Regions from separate parts of the Sus scrofa genome. Here region 2 is linked to region 1. Evidence: chromatin contacts called from public HiChIP or PLAC-seq data. All regions are on one chromosome and are shown on one strand. Each heading gives the region's core, a stretch centred on a gene start, on an enhancer-like site or on the middle of the called end of the contact. The rest is flanking DNA. Distances are from core to core; before and after follow the strand shown. Region 1 overlaps ITPR1 (inositol 1,4,5-trisphosphate receptor type 1). Region 2 has its middle 42 kb from the start of BHLHE40.

Region 1 (3,114 bases), core at 320-2,819:
CTGAGCCACAGCAGTGACATGGGCCATAGCAGTGACAACACTGGATCCGCAATCCACTGAGTCGAAGGCAGTTTTTGATCCCTGCAGTGCCTCACATGTCCCAATTTATTGCTTCCTCTCACCAGGAAACCTCTCCAATTTATGGTCTGACATCAGCCATGTTAGGTCCTAAGAATTCCAGAGTTGGCATCCACCTCAAGTGTAGGAGTCTTTGTCAATGTCACTGCTGACGTGGAGGTAACGCTCCTTGATTCTCTTCCTACCTTGCCACCTGATCCCTCTCTGGGAACATTCCTCCTGCTACTCTGCTCTGTTCTCTCTGAGCCTCACCAGAAGTGGCTGATGTGTGACCATTCAGTCATCTGACTTATTGGCTAAAATCTCTCATTCTAGCCAACCTTTGACAGGGTTGGCAAGATGAACCCAAGTCTCAACTCCTCTCCTTTTTCCCACCTAATTCTGAGAGGAATATTCCCTGAAATGAGAGAGTTGATGCTGGGGTAACACATGAAGAGGCTGATGGTCCTGTGAAAAGGTTAAGAGGGAGAGGTGTGCTCGCAGCTCTCGCTTGCTTCTGCTGTTAACTGTCGATCCAAATAACATCTTTCTGCACTGAAAGCACAGGCCAAGATTCTAGGGAGAAGGCAAGGCATTCCTATTTGCATGTACACCAAAAAGTGGCCATGGAGGTATTCATACTTACGTTGAAAGCTCCCAGAAGAAACAATGTGGGTTGTAGCCCAACCGAAAATATCAACCGGAGAATTGTGGAAGCAATTAAGGCCCGGATGCCGTGGGGCTTGGGGAGGGCAATGACGATGGCCAGTGATATGAGCATGGCTGTCCACAGCAGTCCGGACCAGTGTGGCTCCAGTGTTCCTGCAAGGGCAAGGCAGGGCTCTCACAGATCTGAGTACAGGTGACGCATAAGGGGCTTAGCAACCTTTTCTTCTACCACCTCTCTGGCCTCATGGGCCTCAATCCTCACCTCCAGTTCTCTGCCCCAGACATACCTAATCGCATCCATGTTTTCTTACCTCCATGCCTTCTACATGTTCCTTCTACCTGGGAAATTCTCCCCCCTGCCCTATTCATCTTAGGTCTTAGCTTAGAGGTCAACTCTTCCAAGAAGCGCCCCCTCCTCCTTCCTCACAAGACCTGCCAGGCACTCCTTCCTTCCGGGGTTCTCAGTACCCCTGTTCATGGCTATCAGACCCTGTTTTCTAACGGTCAGTGTCTCCTCCTCGGGCCCCATACCCACCAGACTCCAAACTTCCCCAAGGGAGGCCCCTGGCACCCAGCAGGCGCCTATCAAATGAGTCTGTAAAATAAACAAAACTCATCTGTGTGTCACATTTCACTCTTAGGGAAGGCAAACTGGAAGAATAAACTTCCAATTTCTATTAAAAGTGTGCCAAGGAAAACTGCAGCTCCCCTGCCTGAATCCGATTTCTTCAAGAGAAGGAGGAAGAAGGCAACTTCCGTATCATTAGCATCATCTTACAATTAGATTATCCTGTAGTCAAAGAGCTTATACCAGTTTTTGTCATCTCTTGCTATTGCAAGTTCTATTTAGAGTGTCCCACGAGACGGCTTGGTTATATAACATGAGCCAACATGGCTAAAAATAAAGTTCTGTGAAACACTCATTAAAAAAAAAAAAAAAAAAACCCGTTTCAAATGCTGTCACATTCTGAGTTTCCTTCAGATGTAAACAAGCAGCACTACATGATTAAGGCCACTTATATAAAGGAGTTTCACGTCTCCAGAACCACTGGGACCATGGCACCACCCGGGAAAGAGACACCCTTGCAGGTTCCAGCTGTTCCGCCAGCCTACTGGCTGCCCTGGTTCATTTCATCCACTTTCTCCCTGCAAACTGTCTCCTCGGCCCCAGCTGCTTACCTCGTCCCCTTTGATAGCTTCACAAAAGGAAAACCAAATTAGGAATGGGCACAAAGAGGCAGCTTTTCAGATATTCAGGAAGAAGTGGGTGCTGAGGCCTCTGTGTCCCCTCTCTTGGGCGTTTAGCAGTTGCAAGCTACTGAATGAAGCCTTTCACGTGGATTCTCAGTTATTTAATCTCTTGACCCTATGAGGTTGCCATCAAAGTCATCATCACCTCTGTTTTACTCCAGAGGAAATGGAGTCTTGGATCACATATCTTGCCTAAGGTGACGTGACATGTACAAGTACATATGCCCTTTATGATGATACTGAACCATCATTAAAAAAAAATCCATCATAAGTGTACACTTTGATAGCTTCTGGCTGTAACCACATGTAACTGCCAACACCATCAAGATATAAAGACTTCGATCCGCCTGAAGGGTTGCCTTGTGCCCTCTGCAGTTGATGCCTCACCCCAGCACCACCACCAAGCAACTACTGATCTGCTTTCTGTAGCTTTTCTGTAGTTTTGCATTTTCCAGAATTTCATAAAAATGGGGGGAAAGTAATCATATTAGTAGACAGTCTTTCTAATTCTTTCACTTAGCAAAAATTTTTAAGATTCATTCTGGGTATCATGTACATCACGATTTTGCTCCCTGTTGCAGAGGAGTATTCCATAATATGGATATGCCATCATTTATTTATCCACTCAACAATTAGTGGGCGTTTGGGTTATTTCCAGTTTGGAGTTATTATCAATAATGCTACTGGGAACATTCAAGGACAAATCCTGGAGTGGGTCTACGTTTTCATTTCTCTTGGACAAATATGTGGAAATAGATTTTTGGATTCTAAGTATATGTTTAAATTTAGAAGACACTATCATACCATTCTGCAAACTGATGGTACCATTTTCCTTTCCTATCAGTAATGTATGGGAGTTCTACTTGCTCCACATCATTATTAATATTTGGTATTGTCAGTTGTTTAAATTTTAGCCATTCTAGTAGGTTTCTAGGGGCATGTTATTGTGGTTTTCCTTTGCATTTCTCTAATAACTACTGATCTTGAATATTGTTTTATGTGGTTATTGGCCATTCATGTATCTTTTTTTGTGTGAAAGATCTGATCAAATCTTTTGACCACTGTTTTAACTGGGTAGTCTTTTTTGTTATTGAGTTATAAGAGTTCTTTATATATTCTGGATCAAAGCCTTTGTTT
Region 2 (3,114 bases), core at 315-2,814, 210 kb before region 1:
CTTATATAATAATAACAAATGCAGCTAACACTGAATACCCACTGTACATCAGGCACCCACTAGTCATTACCACTCTTGGTACAACAACTCTCTGAAGTCAGTTCTATTACTTTGGACCCTGCTTTGCAAATGAGGAAACTGAGGCACAAACTGGTGAAGTAATTTGTCCGAGTCCCATAGCTGGTAGATTAATACTTGGTAACTAATAAATTCGTGTGAGGATCCAGAGTGGACATTCAGTACAATTGCACTCAGCTTTGGAGAGAGTGGAGAGAAAGCACTATACACAAACACCTCAAGAAAAGCATATTTATTCAGACCATTTCCATCTAAAATGTATTATAATTTTAAAGCAAGCTAGGGTAGGGTAACTTTTATCCCCATGGGGAAAAAACATTGCTAAGCAAATACTGTAAACAAGGTGAGAACAATTCTGCAGGATATTTTAGAATTCAGAAAGCACTTTCCAGAGTTCCCATTGTGGCTCAGCAGTAATGAACCTGACTAGTATCCTGCAGGATGTGAGTTTGATCCCTGGCCTTGCTTAGTGGGTGAAGGATCTGGCATTGCTATGACCTGTGGTGTAGGTTGCAGACTTGCTCAGATCCACCATTGCTGTGGCTACGATGTAGACAGGCAGCTACAGCTCCGATTCTATCCCTAACCTTGGAATTGCCATATGCAATGGGTACGGCCCTTAAAAAAAAAAAAAGAAAAAAAAAAAAATTAAGCACTTTTCTTCCCAGAATCTAAGTTCATCATCACAGCCCTCCTGAGTAGTTAGATAATCGGTAGCATACAGGTACAATGAACTATTATTCAACCTTAAACAGGAATGAACATATGACACAGGCTACAACATAGGCTAATCCTGAGGATATTATGTTAAGTGAAATAAGTCAGTCACCAAAGGACAAATTTTACTTGATTCCACTTATAAGAGCTATAATAGACCCATTTATAGAGGTATAAAGATAGAGATGGGGGCTGAGGGGAGGAGGGGATTGGCAGTTACTGTTTCACGGGTGTAGAACTTTTGTTGAAGATGGTGAGCAAGTCCTAGAAATGGGTGACGGTGATGGTTGCACAACATTTTGAAGTACTTAATGCCACTGAATTGTAAGCTTAAAATGATTAAAATGATACATTTTATGTTATGTAGATTTTATCATAATGAAAAAAATTGTTTAAAAAGAAAGGAAACTGCCTTAGCATTCCCCATCCTTATCTGACTTTTTCTTTTCAAAAGGGAATTCTTATGTGTTGATTAAAGCAGGTGCAGCTTTAAACCTGAGACCCATTTCTTAGCCTGGCAGAGGTTGCTGCCTCCACTTGAAAGTAAGACAACGTCACACCTTTAAAAATAGCTCACAATCGTGTGTTTTCACTCAGTGCAGGAGACTGGTATTCCCCTCAGGTATTCCAAATGAGCAAGATCTGGCCGGGAGGGGGCAAAGCAAGAGTGAGTCACTGGTTTGGCAGGTGAGGTCATCATGGGGTGACCGTCTGCGTCAAGCGGGCTCCTCACCTCCCACATCTCCCATCTTCTCCCCTCGGGGGTGGCCAGGTCACCAGCCAGCTTAGCTGGAAGTTGAGCTGCTCCAGTGTGATGTTCAGTGGGAGACATTCCTCTTCATGACTCAGTGATTCAACAGCCCAACAGATGGGCTCGTAAAGCCCTCAGTAACCAAAGCCAGCTTGGAGGTCAAGACCCAGGCCTGCCGCGTCACGGTCTATAAGTAAAAGAGGGAAGATGTACATCCTTGGGAAGGGAGAGGACAGAGCTTGTTTTCTGTTGGGTGGAATGCTAACTATCTAAGAAATGGTGGCATGGTTCTACTTTTCTTGATTATCCTGATTAAGGCAACTAGGGAGAGTGGAACAGGGAAGGAGACAGTAAATATTTGCTGAATTATTCTTACTTTGGAAGAGTTGAACAGAAAGGACAATCCCAAACTACGAGTAGAAAATCCCATATTCTTACTTAGCTTCTGCCAACCCTAGTTTTCTCATAGGGGAAGCGAAATGGAGGCTTGATATATTTTGCTGGAATTGACACAGGTTATATGTGGACAGCCATGGTACTGACACAAAAAAATCATGATGTTTATGCAGGTAACTAGGTTATTAATAAGTGGTAACGTGAAGGGACTTTCTTGGACATGTTTGTACACTCATCTAGCAACCATTAACAGAAGAGCCATGTATGTAAGATGAAGGAGAGTGAGAAAGAGAAAGTTTTTGATTTATTTGTTTTGCCTTTTTCCTCTTTTGTCTCTACACTGTTGAGTCAGTCTGGGATGGTTTAAAGTACATGGACCTTAGCATCAGACAAGACTTGCATTAGTCAGTCAGGGACTCTGGTTGTAAGGAAGAGAAACTGGGTTTAAATCAGCTAGAGGGGGAGAGATTCAGGAGATGGCTTCAGGCACAGCTGAATCCAGGTGCCCAAATGCTTAGGATTGGTTGTTCTCTATCTCAACTGTGCCTTTGTGGGCCCAGGAAGTAGCCAAGAATTTTCCCGGTAGCCCTGGACTTTCATTCTATTGGCATAACAACTTCATTAGAAAGAAATCTCCTCAGGAGTTCCCATCCTGGCTCAGTGGTAACAAACCAAACTAGTATCCATGGTGACTAGTTCATCCCTGGCCTGGCTCAATGGGTTAAGGATCCAGCATTGCCGTGAGCTGCGGTGTTGGTTGCAGATGCAGCTTGGATCTGGTGTTGTTGTGACTCTGGTGTAGGCTGGCAGCTGCAGCTCCAATTGGACCCCTACCCTGGGAACTTCCATATGCTGAGGGTGCAGCCCTAAAAAGACAAAAACAAAAAAACCAAACCAAACCAAAACAAAATCCTCCTTTCCCATCATAAATATCTCACAGACTGAGAAAGAGGTGGAAGCTGTTTCTAGAATGAAAGGGAATGGTTGCTGGGCAGGCAAAAACAAGTGTCCACTCCCTGTGTGTGAATGTCTGCCTGTGGGAGAGAGGGTTTACAGCTGAGGTGCCACTTTCCTGGTTTCTCAGTGAGTCAGTCCCGTGTGGTGAAATGTGTGTGCTCTAGACTCAGCTGACCAGGAGTCGAAACTGGCTCTTCACTCGCTGTGTGGTCTCC

The links. HiChIP or PLAC-seq counts read pairs in DNA pulled down with a chosen protein or histone mark.
Region 2: a contact with region 1 is called in an H3K27ac HiChIP or PLAC-seq map of skeletal muscle, with 3 times the contacts expected there. The contact joins two enhancer-like sites. A contact is called at or near these places in 1 of 47 Hi-C or Micro-C datasets (embryonic fibroblasts) and 2 of 2 datasets of contacts at active chromatin or transcription factors (alveolar macrophages and skeletal muscle).

The regions. Positions count from the first base shown.
Region 1 is chr13:61,354,211-61,357,324 of Sscrofa11.1, reverse strand. ITPR1 (inositol 1,4,5-trisphosphate receptor type 1) reads right to left here. Exons shown (of 59, transcript XM_021069282.1): 51 at 704-879. Among named protein-coding and RNA genes, the nearest start is that of BHLHE40, 170 kb to the left of the region's middle. Within about 2 kb of position 1,569, at least 3 of the 83 cell types and tissues checked have an H3K27ac peak or open chromatin away from gene starts, as enhancers often do. A contact at or near this core is called in skeletal muscle, where this site is marked.
Region 2 is chr13:61,567,966-61,571,079 of Sscrofa11.1, reverse strand. No RefSeq gene overlaps it. Among named protein-coding and RNA genes, the nearest start is that of BHLHE40, 42 kb to the right of the region's middle. Within about 2 kb of position 1,564, at least 12 of the 83 cell types and tissues checked have an H3K27ac peak or open chromatin away from gene starts, as enhancers often do. A contact at or near this core is called in skeletal muscle, where this site is marked.